2 separate regions of the Mus musculus genome follow, and region 1 is linked to region 2. Evidence: chromatin contacts called from public HiChIP or PLAC-seq data. All regions are on one chromosome and are shown on one strand. Each heading gives the region's core, a stretch centred on a gene start, on an enhancer-like site or on the middle of the called end of the contact. The rest is flanking DNA. Distances are from core to core; before and after follow the strand shown. Region 1 overlaps Gng7 (guanine nucleotide binding protein (G protein), gamma 7). Region 2 holds the start of Dot1l (DOT1-like, histone H3 methyltransferase (S. cerevisiae)).

Region 1 (2,998 bases), core at 481-2,980, 210 kb after region 2:
GCTGGACATGAGGGATTCTAGGCTGGATCTAGCGTGTAAGGAGTGGACCCTCTCCTTGGCCACCCCCACAGCCCCTCACTGGGGATTCCAGGCAGGGACTCCTCTCTGACCACGTTCCCTTTTACTGTTTATTTTGAGACAAGGCGTCCCTAAGCGGCCCAGTCTGGCCTTGAACTTCAGTTTTCTCCTCAGCCTCCTAGAGAACCATGTCTCACTCCTATCTTCCTATTAACATCCAGGAATCCGGCTCACTTTTTCCCTCCCTGGTTTCTCCTCCTGCCTGCCAAAAAATAAGTTAAGAAATAAGTGGAAAACAAACACAAAACACAACCAAACCGCGAGGCCGGATGGGCAGGAGGCAGACGCAGGACGCCTGCTCGCTCCCAGCACATGGTGTTCAGAAAGGAGCTGTGTTTACAGAGCCCAGATCAGAAGCCAAACAAACCAGGCTGAAGTGCTACTCATAGAGCCTGGCTGTAGCCCCCCTGCACCTGTGCAGCCTAACACACACCACTGTATACAAAAATCGTTTCAGCCATGATTGCACACCACTGTATACACAGGGGTGGGTCCCAGTGATGACTGCACACCAATTCTGAAAACAAGGTCTCTGCAACGATGTCACACCACTATATATACAAGGGTCTTGAACACAATTGCATGCCAGCTGTATACACCAGGACCTTGGTGATGAATGCATGTCCATGGGGCATGTACACAGGAAGGAGCCCAGGATGGGGGAGGTGGGTGTGTGAATTTCAAGTTGCTGGGTCACGTGATTGATTATGCTTGGTTTGGCTTTTTTTTTTTTTTTTAATTTTTTTCAGAGATTGCCAAACTGCTTTCTATGGCAGCTGTGCCGTCTCCTCTCCCCACCCGTGCAACCCTAGTTGATTTTTCCAATTTAGTTGTGCAACTGTTTGCACTGTTCTTTTGGCTTCGCCTGGTCTGTGTTTATTCAGTGAGTCTTGGCCTAGGGGCTCCCATATGGAGGTGACTGTGACATTTGGGGAGCTCCTGGTATGGAATGGGTGCAGCCCCCACCCCCGTAGAGAATGCTATAGCATAATGTCCCTAGCACCCAGGGGATCTCAGCTTGGCTTTGTCTCCACAGAGAAGGTGATGGTCACAGCAGGTGCTGCCCTTGGCCTTGAGCAAGCCTCTGAAGGACTGCTCCTCTGTGCTTCTCCTGGCAGCTGTGATGGGGACCCTCATTGTGTCCCCTGACCCCCAGCAGGCTCTCCTGTCATAGTGGACACTAGAGAGAGCTAAGAGCCATGGACAGAGGTTGACACCCTCTGTCCAACCATAGGAATGCATGCATGTTGGGATTCCCTGGTGAGCCCTCCCTAAGATGGATGGGTCAAGCTTGTAGCTTCTCAGGGTCATGGCGTGGGGCTGGCCACGTGAGGACAGTGTGTGACCTCACAACAGGACTTGGGGGTGTATTTCCGAGGGAAACCAGTGACCCAGATGAAAAACAGCATCTTGTGACTCTCTGTCAGCCGTGGCCCCTTTGTTCACAGGGTAAATGGGTCCCTGTGTGGCTATATTTAGAAAAGGGCCAAAGAATAGCTATGAGTAAAATGTCCACGAGAGGCAAAAACAGATAGTTCAGGCGGGCCCTGCTCCCAGTGCAGAGCCCCAAAATGAGCTGACTTGTGCTGACAGAGACGGGGCTGTCACCTTAGTGACAGGAACTGGAGAGAAAGGAGCACTGTTTACCCATCTGGCACTCTGGGGGCAGTGGGTGGTGGCCTTTGGTCCTCTCTGGCTGTGTGTGTGTGTGGAGGGTAGCCATGATCATGTGAGAGTTTGTAACCTTGGGTATGGGGGCTGGGCCAGAACACGCAGCCCCGTGGCTCCTGTCACCCACTCTCAGCTTCCCGGTCCTGAGGAAATGCTGTCACCCTGGATCCATGCCAGGGCACAGGGCAGCCTGGGTCTCGTGAGCCTGTAGCTCCTGGGCTGAAGGAAGGGAGGGTTGGTTGGAGAGAGGAGAGGGCTGTGTGGGGACTCAATGAACTTCTATAAGTGACACTGAAACCTTTCCGTCTCTCTGCAGCCTCTGGGATATTACTTTTCCACAATCAGAAGAAATCCCTCCAAGAAATTCTGACAAAGTACTTGACTCAGTATTGCTGGGCATCAGAGCATGGCCCAGCTTCCCTGGGTACCAGCCCCAGGTGGGAAAGATCAGGCAGACTCCACAGGGGCTCCCGCCTATCTCAGTATTCACAGGTCTCACATCCCTTGGCCTGTGGCCCCTTCCTGTCTTGTCAGAGCCATGAGCCTGAAACTTCCTGGTCTCTCTGCCTCCACCCCTTGTCTCGCTCTGCAGAGAACCACGTGGAGACATTATGCCGTGGATGGTGTGATGGCCCCAGCTCAGTTTGAATCTACCTGTTATGGGAAGGGGCATGCCATCCCAAGCCTCAGATTTCACATGTAGATGTTTACAGAGCTCCCCCTCCAACACATTCTAAAAGCTGATATTCAGAGCTGGCACCGGAAAATGGCAGGGACAAACACCCCCCCAACTCCAGAGAGTTCATTGATAATTCTGCTTCACTGAGCTGATTCTGTCCCCAGATCCATTGTCTATCCCAGGACGGGGGCTCTCACGGCCAGGTGCCTGGGATGGAGCTCAGCTGGTGCCACTCAGGGCACACAAATGGCCTTGATTTGTCTGTGTGGGAGGTGACAGCCCAACCAGAGAATGGAACACCTTGCCGAAGTACTGGCCTCTGGTGGCTGCTCCTATTCTGTGGGAACATGAAAGTCCCCACAGTGCCCTCCAGGGCTGGGATCTGTTCCTTCGGGGGAGGAACTGTAAGAGTCTCATGAACACCCTGGGCTGTGTGGCTCAGTGAGGCTTGCCTAGCATGAGTGAGGCCATAGGTTCTCTCTCTAATAATAAACACAAAACAAGTAAAGGACTGGAGAAATGCTAGGGGGTAAAATGCTTGCTGTGTGACCAGGCAGTCACAGGTTCAAA
Region 2 (2,700 bases), core at 81-2,580:
AGAGAGAGAGAGAGAGAGAGAGCGCAAGCTGAGCAAGCCAGGGGAAGCAAGCCAGTAAAGAACATCCCTCCATGGCCTCTGCATCAGCTCCTGCTTCCTGACCTGCCTGAGTTCCAGTCCTGACATCCTTTGGTGATTAACAGCAATGTGGAAGTGTAAGGTGAATAAACCCTTTCCTCCCCAACTTGCTTCTTGGTCCTGATGTTTGTGCAGGAATAGAAGCCCTGACTGAGACACCAAGCTACAGAGTCTTTTACCACGTCATTTAGTTTTGGAACGAGGGCTCACTGAGTTGCCCAGGCTGGCCCGGAATTTACTTGGTAGCTCAGCATGGCTTCTAGCTCCGGATCCTTCTTTTGGGGGCTGGCAAGCGCTAGGATGAGGGGTGGGAGCCATCTCCCCTAGATTACATTCACTCCCATGTAGTCAGGAAGAAGAAGCAGCTATCCAGAAGCGGCTGGTGAGCTGGTGACAGCTCACCTCAAGGTAACTTATTCTCAGAAGGTTTTGGGGGGAGGGAACTTAAGTATTAGAAGGATTGGAATGGCCTAAGAAGGAAATAAGTTTGGCTCCTGACTCTGTAAAGTTCTGGGCAGGTCAGAGAATAACATTGCTTTGAACTCTTAATTGAGAGCCTCCGACCTATAGGGTCCAATTTGACTGATGATTTATTAATTAACTTATTGCTCACATCTTTAATCCCAGCTCTCAGGAGGCAGAGGCAGGTGGATTTTGGTAAATTCGAGGTCAGACTGGTCAACAGAATGAGTTCCTGGACAGCCAGGGACACCCTGTCTCAAAAAAAAAAAAAAAAAAAAAAGCATGTAAATAAACAATAAGCAGATAGGCTAGAAAAGTGAAAAAATAGAAAAGCTAAAGAAGGGGAAAAATTGAAAAATGAAAAAAAAAAGAAAGAAAGAAAAAGCCAGAAAAACAGAAAAAGAAAATTGACGGGAAGGGAAGAGAAAGAAAAAGAACAGGAAATGGAAAGAAAAGAAAAAAGCAAAGCAAAGCGAAGGGACGCGAAGCAAGCCTGTGCAACTGGGATTTGAACTTGACCCCGCCTGGTCTCTCTCGCTTTCCTCCGCAGGGTTTCCCCGGGTCCCCGCTTCCGGCTGGCGGCGACGTCGGAGGGCAACCGAGGACGTGCGTGCGCCGCTGCGTGCGTAAGTGCGTGCGTCGGTCGGAGGAGGGCGAGTCCAAGGGGGCGTGGCGTGCGAGGGGTGGCGCGCGCGGCGCGGCGGGCGGAGGCTCTGGGCGCGCACCGCCTCTTGGCTCCCGGCCTCCCCCGCGCGCGCTCGCCGAGTGGTTCCGCCCGACCCCCCGGCTCATTGTGCCTTCTCCTCACGCCGGCCCAAGATGGCGGCGGCTCTAGACGCCCCGGCTCTGTGACTCCTACAAAGAGGGGAGCTGGGGCCACACGGGAGCGGCGGCCGAGGCACAGGCCGGGCCGTCTGTCCTCAGCCGTCCGCCCCGCGTCCGCCCGTGTCCGCCCGCCCGGCTTCCCGCCGGTGGCCCCGCCCCTCCCCCAACCGCCCGCCTAGCATGGTGCGGCGGCCGCGCGCGCCGACATGGGCGAGAAGCTGGAGCTGAGGCTCAAGTCGCCTGTGGGCGCCGAGCCCGCCGTCTACCCGTGGCCGCTGCCGGTCTACGTGAGTGTACTTGCGGAGAACGCGGGGGTAGGAGTCGTGGGGCTCCGCGGCGGCAGCGGCGGCGGCGGCGGGTCCTTGGCCGTTCTCGGCCCGCGCCTGCCGTTGCCCTGACGCGGCCGGTCGCGTTGTCGCCGCCGCCGGCCCGGAGCCCCGCGTCTCCAGCCTTTGAGGACCTGAGTCTGGACCGACCTTGTGGGCAGGGGTGTAGAGACTGAGAAGTCGGGGATTCCTTGCCTTTCGTGGCGACCCCTCATGTTGTCACCTCAAATTGTCACCTCACGTGCCCTCTTCCAGTCATCTGTTTCTTATCCTGATGCCTTCTCCTATTGTCCTCTATGCCCTTTCTCGTTGTCACCTTTTGATGTTCATGGGCAGGTGCTAAAAAGAACCCTAGGAAGTCAGGGGGAGGTTGGCCCTTGGGTTTGGGTTGTCCCCCCACGTTCGTGGAGTGGTAGGAGGGCTCCGAATAGTTGTTTCTTCATGTCAGGGTGCCCGGCTGAAAGAACCTGAGAAGTTAGAGAGGTTGTCATCTCAATTTGTACCTCATGTGTCGTTTGACGTTGGTGGATTGGCCTGGAGGTACATTGGAATGCTGGAGCAGTTGTTTCTTAATGTTGGTGGCATGGCTAGAGGGGACTTAGGGAGTCTGGAGGTTGTCCTCTCATGCTGGTGGGTAGAGCTGGTGCGACTCTGCAAAGCTGGAGGTGTTATCCCTTAAAGTGGAAGTGCCAGAGGCAAGTGGGTTCTGAAGTCCAGGAGGGCCTGCGGAGGTCAGTGTACTGTCCCCTTGTGGCCCTTTGTATGCTTTGAGTAGAAGATACAGCAGTGGGGTTCCCTGGTGCTGCTGAGTTCACATCCTCACTGGGGTCCCAGGGAACATGTGTGTCCTGGGATGCCCTTGCACCTGTCCTCTGCCTCTTCGAATTAGGCAGCCCTGTGTGTCCTTGAACATTCCCACAAGTGTCCACTCAACTCTCCTGAGGTCAGCAAGATGGCTCAGCAACAGTCTTATAATCTGAGTTCCATGTTTGGGACATGGGCAGAAGGG

What was found. HiChIP or PLAC-seq counts read pairs in DNA pulled down with a chosen protein or histone mark.
Region 1: an H3K4me3 HiChIP or PLAC-seq map of bone marrow-derived macrophages shows a contact between it and region 2, with 4 times the contacts expected there. The contact joins the enhancer-like site here to the promoter of Dot1l in region 2. A contact is called at or near these places in 1 of 39 promoter capture datasets (the C10 cell line), 3 of 484 Hi-C or Micro-C datasets (the Ba/F3 cell line, Sertoli cells and liver) and 8 of 115 datasets of contacts at active chromatin or transcription factors (the NIH/3T3 cell line, bone marrow-derived macrophages, double positive thymocytes and 4 more).

The regions. Positions count from the first base shown.
Region 1 is chr10:80,961,986-80,964,983 of GRCm38.p6, forward strand. All of the region lies in intron 2 of Gng7 (guanine nucleotide binding protein (G protein), gamma 7), which reads right to left. Among named protein-coding and RNA genes, the nearest start is that of Gadd45b, 33 kb to the left of the region's middle. Within about 2 kb of position 1,731, at least 67 of the 459 cell types and tissues checked have an H3K27ac peak or open chromatin away from gene starts, as enhancers often do. A contact at or near this core is called in bone marrow-derived macrophages and liver, where this site is marked.
Region 2 is chr10:80,753,873-80,756,572 of GRCm38.p6, forward strand. It overlaps Dot1l (DOT1-like, histone H3 methyltransferase (S. cerevisiae)), which reads left to right and starts at 1,331. Exons shown (of 28, transcript NM_199322.2): 1 at 1,331-1,652. The coding sequence starts at 1,572.